2 separate regions of the Sus scrofa genome follow, and region 2 is linked to region 1. A link is a contact called in public Hi-C data. All regions are on one chromosome and are shown on one strand. Each heading gives the region's core, a stretch centred on a gene start, on an enhancer-like site or on the middle of the called end of the contact. The rest is flanking DNA. Distances are from core to core; before and after follow the strand shown.

The links. Hi-C and Micro-C count contacts between places; a contact is called where the count stands out from the background.
Region 2: a contact with region 1 is called in a Hi-C map of embryonic fibroblasts, with 4 times the contacts expected there. The contact joins the enhancer-like site here to the promoter of THY1 in region 1. A contact is called at or near these places in 1 of 5 promoter capture datasets (liver), 27 of 47 Hi-C or Micro-C datasets (adipose tissue, alveolar macrophages, blood and 15 more) and 1 of 2 datasets of contacts at active chromatin or transcription factors (skeletal muscle).

What each region holds. Positions count from the first base shown.
Region 1 is chr9:46,608,112-46,615,044 of Sscrofa11.1, forward strand. THY1 (Thy-1 cell surface antigen) reads right to left here and starts at 1,948. Exons shown (of 3, transcript NM_001146129.1): 1 at 1,912-1,948; 2 at 1,080-1,415; 3 at 491-603. The coding sequence starts at 1,948. The coding sequence ends at 491.
Region 2 is chr9:46,670,727-46,677,507 of Sscrofa11.1, forward strand. It overlaps a transcript of LOC102161637 not described here. Among named protein-coding and RNA genes, the nearest start is that of THY1, 64 kb to the left of the region's middle. Within about 2 kb of position 2,690, at least 21 of the 83 cell types and tissues checked have an H3K27ac peak or open chromatin away from gene starts, as enhancers often do. A contact at or near this core is called in adipose tissue, embryonic fibroblasts, omental adipose tissue and 3 more, where this site is marked.

The sequences.
Region 1 (6,933 bases), core at 698-3,197:
TGATGGGCCACAAGCGCTTGGCACTCCCCTCACATCGGAGCTCTTCAGGCACCATCCCTCCTGCTGAAAGAGGTGCTAAGGCCCCCCTCCTCGTCCAGGTCTCTCCCAGGCAAGGATGACAGCCCCCTGGGTCTGGTGCCCCTCCCTCCTACTACCCTTCCATCCCCCCCACTCTCCATCAGGCCCCCAACCCTGGCTTCCCTTTTCACAAACTCCAAAGAAAAGGAAGGACAAGCCCTAAATAAACCAGACAGAAAGCAGCTCTGGAACAAAGAGGACGAATAGCCAGTGGCGTGCGGAGAGGGTACGAGGTGGCGGTGGGGGAGAGGGGGATAATGGCATGCAGCACTGGGAGTCCTTAGGAGCGGTGGGGTCCCCAGTTCTCCCCAAGGTGTGTGAGGGGTTGGGGGGAGGGGGTCAGCTGACTCAGAGAAGTAGGGTCTCTGCACTGGGCCTTGTGGCTTCGTGTATCTTCCACGGGCCCCATCAGTCACAGGGAGATGAAATCCATGGCCTGCAGGAGGGGCAGCGAGAGCAGAAGCAGCAGCAGCCACGAGGTGTTCTGGATTAGCAGGCTTATGCCCCCACACTTGACCAGTTTGTCTGTGGAGAGAACGGGGTGGAGAGGCAGGGCAGGAATGAAGAGGGACCAGGACTCAGCAGGCCCAGGCCCAGAGCAAGGCCGCCCTCCCATGGCGTCTGGGCTGGAACCAGGGCCAACCTGGTGGAACAGAACCAACCATCTTTCCCATTTGCCAGTTCCGGAGCCCTTGAACAAGTATCATCACCAGAGAACTATGGCTGACGTAGCTAGTGCCATCCCGTTTTCCAGGTGGCGAGAAGGTGTAGGGATGCCAAGTGACCTGCCCGCAGTCATGGGGGAAGTGTCCGCCACCACCGTCCGCCCGTCTGCCTGTCCCCTTAGCCCTTCCCCTGTTCTCGCTGAGGGCATGATTTCCGCCGGGAACAGGCAGCAGTGCGGGGAGAGGGGAAGGGTCGGGAACCACTGTCCTCTCGGGCCCGTTCCTCCCCAGCCCACCTCTCCCAGCTCACTCAGTCTTGTCGGGGGCTTGCCTCACCTCTGAACACAGAGATATTCTTGCTGGAGATGCTGGGCGTCTGGCCAGAGAGGTGGAGTTCGCATGCGTAGATCCCCTCATCTTTGGTAGTGAAGCCTGATAAGTAGAGGACCTTGATGTCGTACTTGCTGGAGAAGTTGGTTCGAGAGCGGTAGGAGTGCTCAGGGACCCCCACAGTGCCCAAGAGCACGTGCTTCTTTTTCTCGCGGGTCAGGCTGAACTCGTACTGAATGGGCAGGTTGGTGGTATTCTCATGGCGGCAGTCTAGACGAAGGCTCTGGTCCACCAGGCAGGCTGTCAGGCTGGTCACCTTCTGTCCACGGGCCACCTGCAAGACTGACACCAGCAGTGCCCCCTCCAAGTTGGGGAGGACCTGCAGAGCAGGGGAGCTCCCCACCCATATTGACAGCAGAGAAGGGCCTGGCTAGGGAGGGCATAGGGGTCTGCTCTCTGAGTACCTCTCTCCACCCAGAGGTCCGTGAGGGCTAGTCCGCCTTCCCCAGGGCAGACGCCAGCCTATCTCCCTCGTCTCCTCCAGTCCTGGGTCCCACCAGTATGTTCCAGTGGCAGGAGACCTCGGGGAGTTGATGCAACTTCCCGGTCCCCAATGGGAGATTTCCAGCTCAATATGGGGCAGGCTCAGAGACTTGTGTTTCTAAAAACCATCCCAGGGAGTCAGATCAACTAGGCTGCTCAGCTGACTTAGGGATGAAAAGGAGCCCTCTCTCCCTTAGTCACCCCTGCCTTCTGAGGTTGTGTGGAAGAAGCTAGCTTCTCTGAGGGGAAGGAAGCCAGGGTGCTTGGAATCCCAGCCCCGCCGCCCGCCTGGTACCTGTTAGCAAGAGAGCGATGCCAATGGTAGGGTTCATGGTGCCGGGGAGCTCAGTCCTGGACCTAGGCGTGCAACAGGGTGGGAATCAGCCAAGAGGCGGGGCAGGTGTGCCCACATTTACTGCCAGGCCTGGGGGCCCCTGGGAGACATGCCATAATGGCCATGGGGGGCATCCAAGCCCCTCTCTGTAGCCCTCTCCCCTCCCACCTCTCAGTGAATGTGACAGACACTCGGCTCTTCCCAGTCAGAGAAAGCAAGAGGGATGGAGAACATACCCTTTGGTGGTGGGTATCTGTGCTGAATGCTTACTAGTTGGGTGACTTTGAGTAAGTGTCTTGAAATTACCACTTCCTCTTCCCTTCAGGAAGATAGGGACTTCCTATTTTTTAGTAAAATTCGCAGAACATAACATTTATTATTATAACCATTTTTGGCGGGGCTGTGCCTGTGGCATGCAGAATTTCCCCAGCCAGGGTCAAACCTGAGCCACAGCAGTGACAATGCCTAGTTCTTAACTCCCAGGCCACCAGGGAACTCCTCTCCTAAACCATTTTTAAGTGTACAGTTCAGAAGTGTTAAGTTCATTTACATTGTGGTGCAACCAATTTCCAGAACTCTTGACATCCTGCAAAACTAAAACGCTCTACCTGTTAAACAAAGACTTCCTATTTCGTATTCAGAAGAAAATCCCCGATGGCCAGACCTTTCTGGCAGATAACAGATGCCTGAAAGATACTGAACGAAACTGGGCTTTAGATACATAACACGGGGCCGTGATGGAGATTAAGAAAAATGACAAACATTTGGCACTGTAAGTAAGTGATCCACAAACATTAATTTCCTTTCTCTTAGATGACTGTGTGGCCAGGGATGACGTCAGGTATGTGTGGGGCCCCAGGTAGGATTGTACTTGGCCCACAGCGAAGGGTGTGAGGAAAACGGCAGTGCTGTCCTATTGCAAATGCGTGCATGTGTTCTCTGCCTTGGAACCAAGACCTTTCCAATTCTCTAGCTCTCCAGGAGGAATTCTTGGGCTTGCAGTTTTCCAGTTTGGCTTCCATAGCCTCCCTGCCTAGGTTCTCTGCCCTGTCTTATTTTTGCAGCCTAGGCTGAATCAATATTCTGGCAAGGAGACACAGAGCAGGTAGCCTAGCCTGTCCGCAGCGGAGTTCTCCAGGGAGAGGCCACAGGAGGGGGGTCGGCCGGGTGCGCAGGGCGCGCGACTCGCGGCTTCCAGGGTCCCAGGCGTTCAGCCCAGCTCCCAGAGGTGGGGAGGGAGGGGCGAGGCTGGGGTACTGCGGCGCCCGCGGACGCAGTCAACTCCTTCCCAGACCCCTGCCGAGAGGGACCCGGAGGTGCTGCTGGGGAAGAAAGGGGGACTGACATCTGGTTTTGATTAGCGGACGCTGAGTTACAGAGGAGGAGTGTGAGCTCGGGATCCAGGAGAGGAAGGGGTAGAAAGGAAGAAACGGGGCTGGGGCTGGCAGGGGATGGAGAGCCAAAGGGAGGGGTAGACAGCTGGTAGGGGAGGCGCAGTCTGTTTTCGTTTCCTGGGTCCCCGCAGCTCAGAACCCGCAGAAGCTTTGCGTTCCCTCCCTCTCAGCACGCGTTCGACTAACCCCACCCTTATTCCGTCTCCCCATTCCAATCTCCTCCATTCCCAATTGAAGTCCCCCTTCCCCCTCTCTCATCCTTTTCCAGTTCTCGCCTCCCCCGTCTGCCTGCCTTCCTCCCAGTCCCCGCCCGCGGCACTGCGGTTTCCCGTTCCTTGGATGCCCCGCACCCAGCCTGTCGCGAGGTCGGAGGGCAGAGATTCCCTCTAGTTTGGGGTCCTCGGTTCTCTCCCCCGAGTTTCGTCGCCCCCCGCCCCTGTCTTTGCAAGCGGGGCTTGGGGATGTGTGGGTGGCGAGCAGAACCCAAAACTGTCCTTGGCGCCCTTCCTCCCAGTTCTCCTCCAGCGCCCCCGCCCCAGGCAAACGTCCTCCGAGCGGGCGAAAGATGCGTTGCGGCCCCCGGCCTGCAGCCTTGGCGTCCGGCTCCCGCCCCTGCCTGGGAAGCAGACCCCTCCCCAGGCCCTGCACTGCTCCTTCCCTGAGCGCCCTCGGATGGTTTTCTGAAGCTTGGGGTCTGGAGAGCTTGCAGGGGCACCGAGGGCGCTCCGGGCCCCGCCCTGGCTCCAGTTCCCACCTGGGTTCCGGTCCCTCGCCGCCGCAGACTGCTCCGGACACGCCGCCGCCTCCAGTTGCTGCACCCTGCCCGGCACCCGCAGTTTTCACCAAGGGTGGGAGAGGAGGGGCGGGGAGGACCCGGGGGCTCGGCCAATCAGAGGCTGAGTGGGGAGCGAGAAGGGGTGGCAGAGGGAGGAGGAGGCGGTCCGATATTGGTGTGGGAGAGTGGCGGTCTGCAGTAAAGGGGGGCCCTCCCCCTGTGGCCGTTAGGCCTGGGCAGGGCAGGGAGGGTTCTGGACACTAGAGAGAAGGGCGGGGCCGCTCAGGGTGTGCCAGCCGACCCCCAGAGCCCCGCAAAATCGGTCCCCTTTTAAGGCTTTAACCCTTTCTTCTGACCCCGGCTTCAGAAGCCGGTGGGAGAGGGGTAAGGAATGGAGGATGGAGGTTAGGCAGCGCCCATGCCTCCTCCTTCCCTTTTCATCTGGAACCCATCTCCACGGGAACCTCTAGTGAGAGGTTTTGGTGTTGGAATATTACAGGCTTTCTCCAAAGAAAGATGGTGGGAGTGTTTTTCCACGTTGGAGCAGCATTTTCAGAAGCAAGGCAGGTACTGCGCCTGGTCTTCCCAGGTCCCCAGGCCTGCCTCGCCCCCTCATCCAGCCTAGAACATCCAGACCTGCAGGGGCTTTCTGCTCTGGGGCACTCCATCTCCTTCAGCTCCCGGGTACCTCCTGGCGCAGGCAGCTAGAAGGTTCTTCTCAGTTTCATGCACTCCTCCTCCCCCAACCCCCTCCCAAGTCCTGAGTACTGTCTGCTTGGTCTTCAGACAAGGGATGGGGTGCCGCCCTCCTCACCCAAGCCCTGTGCTGGACCCTGCACATCCACATCTGTGGCTACAATCTGCCGGGTTCATCTCATCCCACTCCCCATCCCACTTCCAGGCTGGAAGTGGGAGGGCTGGCCGCCGGACCTGGGCTGTGGAGCCCCTAGTCCTTGGAGCTGAGCCACTCCACAGCTGCATCCCAGCCCAGTGGGAGGGGGAAATGGTGGAATTGTGGGAAAGTGGAGGAGACAGGCCAACTCTAAAGGAGTAGCAGATACCAAGCTTTTAATCCCCTGGGGCAACCATTTTCTCCCTATCAATTTGAAGTCACCAGAAGCCCTGGGGTGACTTGTCTCTCCCACTCACAGGTGAGATAAATTTTTTTGAACAAAGGTTTATTTGATTGATTTGCATCCTTGTGGCTTCTTTGTGAATTCTGGTCGGGCCATCGTGTAGGCTGGCCCTGCCACCCTGTCATCTGCCTTTCTGTTCGCCTATGTCTTTTCTTCTCTTTTCCTTCTTTTTGTCTTTTAAGGGCCGCACTAGCGGGATATGGAGGTTCCCAGGTTAGGGGTCAAATCAGAGCTGTCGCTTCTGACCTATGCCACAGCCACAGCAACAGCAACACGGGATCTGAGCCGCGTCTGTGACCTACATCACAGCTCTCGGCAACGCTGGATCCTTAAGCCACTGAATGAGGCCAGGGATTGAACCTGCATCCTCATGGATGCTAGTCAGATTCATTTCTGATGAGCCACTAGGGGAACTCCTGTCCTCCTCTTTCTTCACAGAAGTCAGCCCTGGCACCTTCACTGCAGTTTCCATTACTGTAATGGCACTGTTGGAAGTCATCCCTGGGCTGGCAAGTGGGAGATCCACTTCCCTCTCCCTCCCTTGGAGGTTAGGTGCCTCCCAGCTCTTAGAGTGATGGAATTTTCTAACTGGAACGAGCCTTGTGAACGGTCCAGTCCAGGGGCTCGTGGTTCTGGTGAACAACAGAAGCTCCTAGGGCGCTTTACGAGAAATGCAGCTCTCCGTGCCCACCTGGGATGTCCTTAGTCTAGCAGCAGAGCTGCCTGAGCCTGCCCTTTGCACAGGCTCGAGGGCCTGGAGATTGCAGACCATCCCTCTTCACAGATCAGGTGACCGGGCTTGTCATTGTCTGGAGGATGATTTTGAAGGCCCTGGCTGCTGCCCTCCACCACCACCTCATCTTTCCCATTCATCTTCCTGCCGCATTCCAGAGGTGCTGGCCTCCTCCCTGACACTCCACGCAGTGTGTTCTTTCCTGCGGAACAGCTTTCTTGTTCTCAGTCCAGGGATCTTTCCTATCAGAACACAGTTGCTTTAGTTGCTTTAGCTTTGGCTTACACCCCCTTCTCCCCACCGCCCCCAGATAAGCTTGGTTCCTTTTTTTGGGGCAGGACGTGAGAATACCCAGAGGGCTCTTAACTACAGAAGATGTCTGGGCTCTGTCTGGACAAGACTCTGGATGCTGTTTCCTACCCTATGGCCCAGTCTCTGAGTGTTGTTGGGTGGAAGGCCTAGCTGTGCTATTTCGATAAGGTTACGAGGACCTGGCCTATTTTCTGGGTCCCTAAGCACTTTAGTTTGGGAAAGGGAGGGGCGTGTAGACTCTAGGCAGTTGTGTGTCTGCTAAAACAAGGTCTCGGCTGGATGGAGTGAATGGCTCAAGTAAGACAATTAGGAACCAGGGCGGAACACAAGATGGTGATGGAGAGGAGATTTAAAAACTCCCCTTTGCCTGTGGGACAGGATAAGAGTGCTGAAAGCGGGAAAGGTTTAGAAGATTCTACCCAAGGCAGGATTTACCGACAGATTGTGGCTTTCCTCTTAGTCCCTTAGGCTTTCTTCTCCCATCATCTCCAGTTGCCCCATCTAGAGACACAGGGAGTAATTACGCCTCTAAAAATGCAGACTCCTTTAGGAAGACCCAGGGACTAGTAGCCATTCATTCTTGTTGTTGCCTGATTTCATCAGATGGTCTTTATAGAATCACAGAGGTGGCAG
Region 2 (6,781 bases), core at 1,440-3,939, 63 kb after region 1:
GGCCCCACCTGCACATGCTTTAGACACATTCCTCATGAGGCCGCACCCCGCCTGCACTCAGCAAGAGAAATGACATCGCTTCTTGGGCATCCAGGGAAGTTGTTTCAAGAGCTTGAGAGGAATTCAGCTCACTGGGAGGAAGAAGTGACGAAGTGTCAGCTCTGTCCCGAGCGGGGCTGGGCTACCCCAGGAGGGGCTGGGCTACCCCAGGAGGCACGCAAAGGGCAGAATTCATTCAACCAGCATTTACTCAGCTTGCACCTCGTATAGGCGCACAGAGGCCGGGGTCCAGCCGTGACCAAGACAGATGCGGTCTGCTCCCCTCGGAATGCACCCTCTTCTGCATGGTGGGCACGGAGACCGAAGTCAGTGTTGAGAGCATGTTGCCATCCTGACGGAGGCTAAGGAGGGGGTCAGAGGGTGTTTCAAGCTGTGGGGGCTTCAGGACAGGACAGGAAGGAAGAGAAGGCCTTCTCCGAGGGAGGAGCCTGCCTGGCGGGAGAGAGTGAGAGGTGGTGATGGGCAGGTCTGACATCGCTGAGGCTGGAGAGGGCGGCTGGTTATCAGGGTTGCACTGACTGTGGCGAGGACTTTGAACTTTGCCCTGAGAACAATACAAAGCCCTGGAGGGGTTTAGGCGGGGGGATGACATGAGTCTGTTTATGTTTTCAAAAGACTGTCCTGGGAGTTCCCATTGTTTCTCAGTGGTAACAAACCCGACGAGCATTCGTAAAGATGCAGGTTCTATCCTTGGCTTCGCTCGGTGGGTTAAGGATCCAGTGTTGCTGTGAGCTGTGATGTAGGTCGCAGACATGGCTCAGATCCTGCATCACTGTGGCTGGGGTATAGGACGGCAGCTGTAGGCAGCTGTAGCTCTGATTTGAACCCTAGCCTGGGAACTTCCATATGCTATAGGTATGGCTCAAAAAAGCAAAAAAAGGAGTTCCTGTCATAGCTCAGTGGTTAATGAATCTGACTAAGACTTGAGGTTGCGGGTTTGATCCCTGGCCTCGGTCAGTGGGTTAAGGATCCGGTGTTGCCGTGAGCTATGGTGTAGGTCACAGACGCGGCTCGGATCCCATGTTGCTGTGGCTCTGGTGTAGGCCGACGGCTACAGCTCTGGTTAAACCCCTAGCCTGGGAATCTCCAATATGCCTTGGGAGTGGCCCTAGAAAAGGCAAAAAGACCAAAAAAAAAAAGCAAAGCAAAGCAACGAGACTGCTCTGGCTGTGGTGTTGAGGGTGTGGGTAGCAACAGAGAGCAGCTTGGAACCGGTCACAGGATGGATGTGAAGGATGATGGTCCAGGGAGGGGGGCAGGGCGGAGAGCCTGGATTTGAGTGTGGGGCAGCGTCCACTGGAAGCTGACGGGTCTGGGTGTGGTCCAGACTGGCTGAGGGGTGCTGGGTGCCCAGGTCACCCACCACCTGAAGATCAGGGGTTAGCGCTGGGCACATAGAATGTTAGGTCCCTGAAGACATCCAGGAAGAGATCAGGAGAAGGCAGGTGGCTAGACTGGTTTGGAACTTGGGAGACATATCTAGGCAAAAGACTTAATTTGAGAACTAAGTCTAGGTAATGGGAAGGAATGTGACCACTTAGGAAATATGCACAAAGGAGAAAAGGCCTGAGACGGAGCTTTGAGAAATATCCACACCTGCATGATAGTCATTGGAAGAGGACTTTGAGTTTTCTCGTCTGTAAAATGGATATGATGATGCGAGTTGCTGTAGGATAAGGTGAGATGATTACATAAAGTGTTTGACCTGGTGTCGGTGCTCTTTGATGGATCTTGGGTGGGTAGCACGTTTCTATAGTGGCCTTCCTCCTGGCTTACATAGGTTTATTAACGACCCTTCAAAAGATGTGACCAGAGGCCTGGACTTTATTGCTGCTGTCCGCCGTCCTCCACCAGACAACTGGTTCTGTTAATACAACCCAAGGTTGCACTTGTTTTTGGTTTTTTTCTTGCTTAGGGCTGCTTCTGCAGCATATGGAGGTTCCCAGGCTAGGGGTCGAATTGGAGCTGTATCAGGCCTACACCACAGCCACAGCAATATGGGATCTGAGCCACATCTGCCCCCAGCTCATGGCAACACCGTATGCCACTGAATGAGGCCAGGGATTGAAGCCGTGTCCTCATGGATACTGGTCATGTTGGTATCCTGCTGAGCCACAACGGGAACTCCCCCAAAGTTGCACTTGTGATTTTTGTTCTGCAGTCTGGTGTTAAGCGTGGATACAAGACCATTGTCTCTTCGTGAGTGATGCTTTGAAACCAAGAGCCTGGAAGGTCAGATGTAAAGGAGGGGACCAAGTCCTGTGGCAGGAGCCAAGGGCAGTCTTCAGACCCAGCAGACCAAGCATCTGTTTGCGTCCTTTCCAGAAAGAACAGGGAAATTAGCCAGCATCCCCCCTGTCCTCAGGCATGTTGTGCTTCGAAGGCAGGGGTCAGGAAATGGAGAATGAGAAGGTGACGGGGAATGTGGAGGGCAGGGTCAGGATTGAGGAGATGCTGAGATGAGGAGGGGTCTCCAGCCTAGAGTGTGGATGCTCTGGGTTCCCCCGTCCAAGTTTCTTACACCTTCCAGTGAGCAGACAGCAGCTGCTTCTGATGGATGGAGTCTGCTTTTGTTTTCGGGGAGCTGGCTGCCGGGCTGGCTGGTGGGCAGTGGCTGGAGCAACATCGCCCCCTCACGGCCTTCTCTTGCAAGTGCAGTCAAGGCACCCCACCCGATTTCTTCCCAGATCCATAGGCTGTCTCTGGATCAGCCGATCAGCTGATTTTATAGTCCTTGGCAGCCTGTCCTGTGTACCTAGGAGTGTCCCTTTGCTTTTGGCTTCTGTTAGCTGTCACTGCCTGGTGTATCTCTGTCCTGCTTCCTTGGGCGGTCTGTGATCAGCATGTCTCTTTCCATCAGTCTCCACCTAGGTCTCTATTTCTGTATCTTCTTCTGTCTCTGCCTTGCTTCCTGCCCCCATCCTCTGTCTCTGTGTCCTGGAGCTGAGGTCATGGCTGCCTTCCCCCCAGAGCTGGAGTGATTCTTGGTCTTTTTAGCTTTTTCCTCGATGAGTCAGGAACTCCTGGAGGGCTGAGGGCTGAGGCTCCACCCAGCAGTGGCCTCAGAGAGGATGCAGGAGTTTGAAGGAGCCTCGGGCTGGGCTGGGGACTGTGACAAGAGATTTTTTCCAAAATACGCTCATGGGGCCAGCGGGAGGCTGGGCGCATTCCTGTGGATGTCTAGGAAGCAGAACGAGCGAGCGGCTGGCCACCAGTATGGAGCGGGGCTCTTTTGGCTGCTGCCTGTGCCCAGAGCCTATCCACTCTCTTCAATCCTCATTTTCTGTTGCCTCAGGGCCTTTGCACAAACTGTTTCTCCTTGAAATCATCTCTCCCCCAAGGCCTTAGAAACCGACTCCTTCAGGGAGTCCTCCCGGATTCAGTGTCTGAGTTGGGGGCCCTCCTCTGTGCCAGGGCAGTGTCTTCTCCTTGGTTTAACATTACCTGCTGGCAGTTCCATCTCCCTGACTTGTGTGGCTGTTCTGGAGAGGGGTCGGGGTGGGAGGCAGGGAAGCAGCAAGCCCCGGGGACCAGAGGAGGGGGAATGTGGACAACCCACATGGTAACACCTCCTCCACCCCTCCTTGTTCTGCTTGTCATGTTCTTTCTTCCCCCAGGTTTTTCAGGGTCTTTGTGCCAGAGGCCATCTCCTGTCTGGCCTCTGGCCCAGGAACAGGCCCTGAAGAGTCAGCGGGGAAGGGCTGCCTGTCTGCCAAGTCCTCTGAGTTGGCAGCACAGGGGTGGGGGCTCCCTGTGGGCAGCCCAGGGGTGGGGGGCCGGGGCACTTGTAGCCTGAGTCCTCTCTGGGGGAGTGGCCATGTCTCAGCATGGTTGTGCGGCATGGGGCCGGCAGGACGGACAGCCTTCCCGCAGTCTCACATTTGTCGTATATTTGCGGCAGCCTGGAGCTGTCCCCAGGGCCTCCCTGGTGCCTTGCAAGAGGTCGGGGCCTGGCGCTCCCAAATATATCCCAGGGGAGGGAAAGGAAACACTCGGAGGGTGACCCCTGGTGCCTGAGGGCGAGGGGCCCACCCCCCTTTGTTTATTTATTAGTGGGTCACTTGGACCTTCTTTGAAAGCCGAGGCCTGCCACTGGAGGCCGCATGACCCCCGATGGCGCTGGGGGCTGGGGGCTCTGTTGAGAAGTGATGAGGCTGTGTGGGTGGTGGGAGGATGTGCCGGGTGAGGGAGGGCTCAGGAGCTGATGGTGAATCCACTGATGGAATCTCGTAGCCCAGGACCCCTTGCATCTCAGACCTGAGGCCGCTTACTGCTTTGGAACTGAGGGTTGGCTCCAGAGCTGAGGCTGGAAGCCCAGGGTGGGGCAGGACAGGGCTGGGTATTGTACCTGGGTCCCAGCTCAGGATCCCGGCTCACTTAGAAGTGATGCAAGAGAAGAGGCATGGACTTTCGACCCAGGAGTTGAGTTCAGGTCCCAGCTGGTGACCCAGGCCACGTCACTGGCCTCTCTGGGCCCCAGGCCCCTCATCTGTGAGGAATGGGGAGGTCGATACCTGCGGGACACTGTGAATGGGTGTGTGAAAGTGCTGAGGGGTCCCCTCCCTCCTCCTTCCATTGGCTCTCTGTCCCCCAGGTTGTCCAGGCACTTTCCAGCTGGGAGGACAAGTGCTGTGGGAGGGCTCCCCCAGCTGCCACAGCCCACGGGGACCAGGAGACACTGCTGAGCCCCACCCCATCCCCCGTGTCTGTGAGTCACAGGCAGGCTCACCTGGCTGGTGCCACATGCAGCCACCATGTGCCTCCCATAAGGTGTGTGCCCTCCTCCACTGTGCAGCCACCTGGATGCCAAGACTCTTTTTGTGGACAGGAGAAGCCCATGAAGCTGGGAAGGGTGTCCCCTGCTGAGCCCATGGAACAGGGTGCAGGCTGTTTTCGCCCAGAGCCATGTTGGTGGACTATGTCAGGTGAAATGTCTACACCTGTGGCTGGGTGAGCCTTGCAGTCTTAGCTCCTCAAGGCCCAGGAGCAAAGATATCTTGGAAGCTCTCCTATCTTCCTGCTCTGGCCCTTGCAGTCCACCACCCCGTCTCCCCACCGGGGTCAGTGCTGCCTCCTCTCTCTCTTCCCTCCTTCCTTCCTCTTTTTTGGGCCGCACTTGCAGCATATGGAAGTTCCCAGGCTCTAGGGGTTCAATTGCAACTGTAGCTGCTGGCTTACATCACAGCCACAGCAACGTGGGATCCGAGCTGTGTCTGTGACCTACACCACAGCTCACGGCAATGCTGGATCCTTAACCCACTGGGGGAGGCCAGGGATTGAACGGACATCCTCATGGATCCTAGTCGGGCTTGTTACCGCTGCGCCACACAGGAGCTTCCTCCCCCCCATTAAAGTTTTATTGACGTATAACTGATTTACAATGTTGCGATAATTTCTGCTGTACAACAGAGTGATTCAGTTAGACACATACACATAACCATTCTTTTCCAGGTTCTTTTCCCATATAGGTTATCACAAAATACTGGGTATAGTTCCCTATAGTTCCCTGTGCCACACAGCAGGTCCCTGTTTACCATCCTTCCCATACACAATAGTGTGCATGTGCCAATCCCAAACCCCCAATTCATCCGCCCCCCTCACCTGTCCTCTTTGGTAACCATAAATTTGTTTTCTTAAATTATCTATGAGTTTGCTTCTATTCTGTAAATAAGTTCATTGGCATCTTTTTAAAATAAAGATTCTACACATAAGTGATATCATATGATGTTTGTCTTTCTCTGTCTGACTTATTTCACTCAGTATGATAATCTCTAAGTCCATCCGTATTACTGCAAATAGCATTATGTCATTCTTTTTATGGCCGAGTAATATTCCGCCGTATATATGTACCACATCTTCCTTACCCATTTGTCTGTTGATGGACATTTAGGCTGATTCCATGTCTTGGCTATTGTAAATAGTGCTTTAATGAACACTGGGTGTATATATACTTTCAAATTATGACTTTTTTCTGGACATATGCCCAGGAGTGGGATTGCTGGATCATCTGGTAGTTCTGTTTTCAGTTTTTTAGGGAACTGCCATGCTATTTTCCATAGTGGTTGTATCAATTTACATTCCTACCAGCAGTGCAGGAGGGGTCCCTTTTCTCCACACCCTCTCCAGCATTTGTTATTTGTGGACTTATTAATGATGGCCATTCTGACTGGCATGAGGAGGCACCTCATAGTGGTTTTGATTTGCATTTCTCTAATAATTAGCAATGTTGAGCATCTTTTCATGTGTTTTTAGCCATCTGTATATCTTCTTCGGAGAAATGTCTATTCAGGTCTTCTGCCCCCCCCCCTTTCCTTTTTAGGGCTGCACCCTCGACATATGGGAATTCCCAGGCTAGGGGTCAAATCGGAGCTACAGCTGCTGGCCTACACCACAGCCACAGACAGGAACTCGGGATCCGAGCCACAGCTGCGAATTGCTCATTTTTTGATAGAGTTGTTTGTTTTTTTGATATTGAGCTGCATGTGTTTTTTTTTATATTTTGGAGATTAATCCCTTGTTCATTGCTTCATTTGCAAATATTTTCTCCCATTCTGTGGGTTGTCTTTTCATTGTTTTTATGGTTTCCTTTGCTGTGCAAAAGCTTTTAAGTTTAATTAGGTCCCAGTCATTTACTTTTGTTTTTATTTTCATGGCTCTAGGAGGTGGATCCGAAAAGATATTGCTGTGATTTATGTCAAAGAGTGTTCTGCCTAGGTTTCCC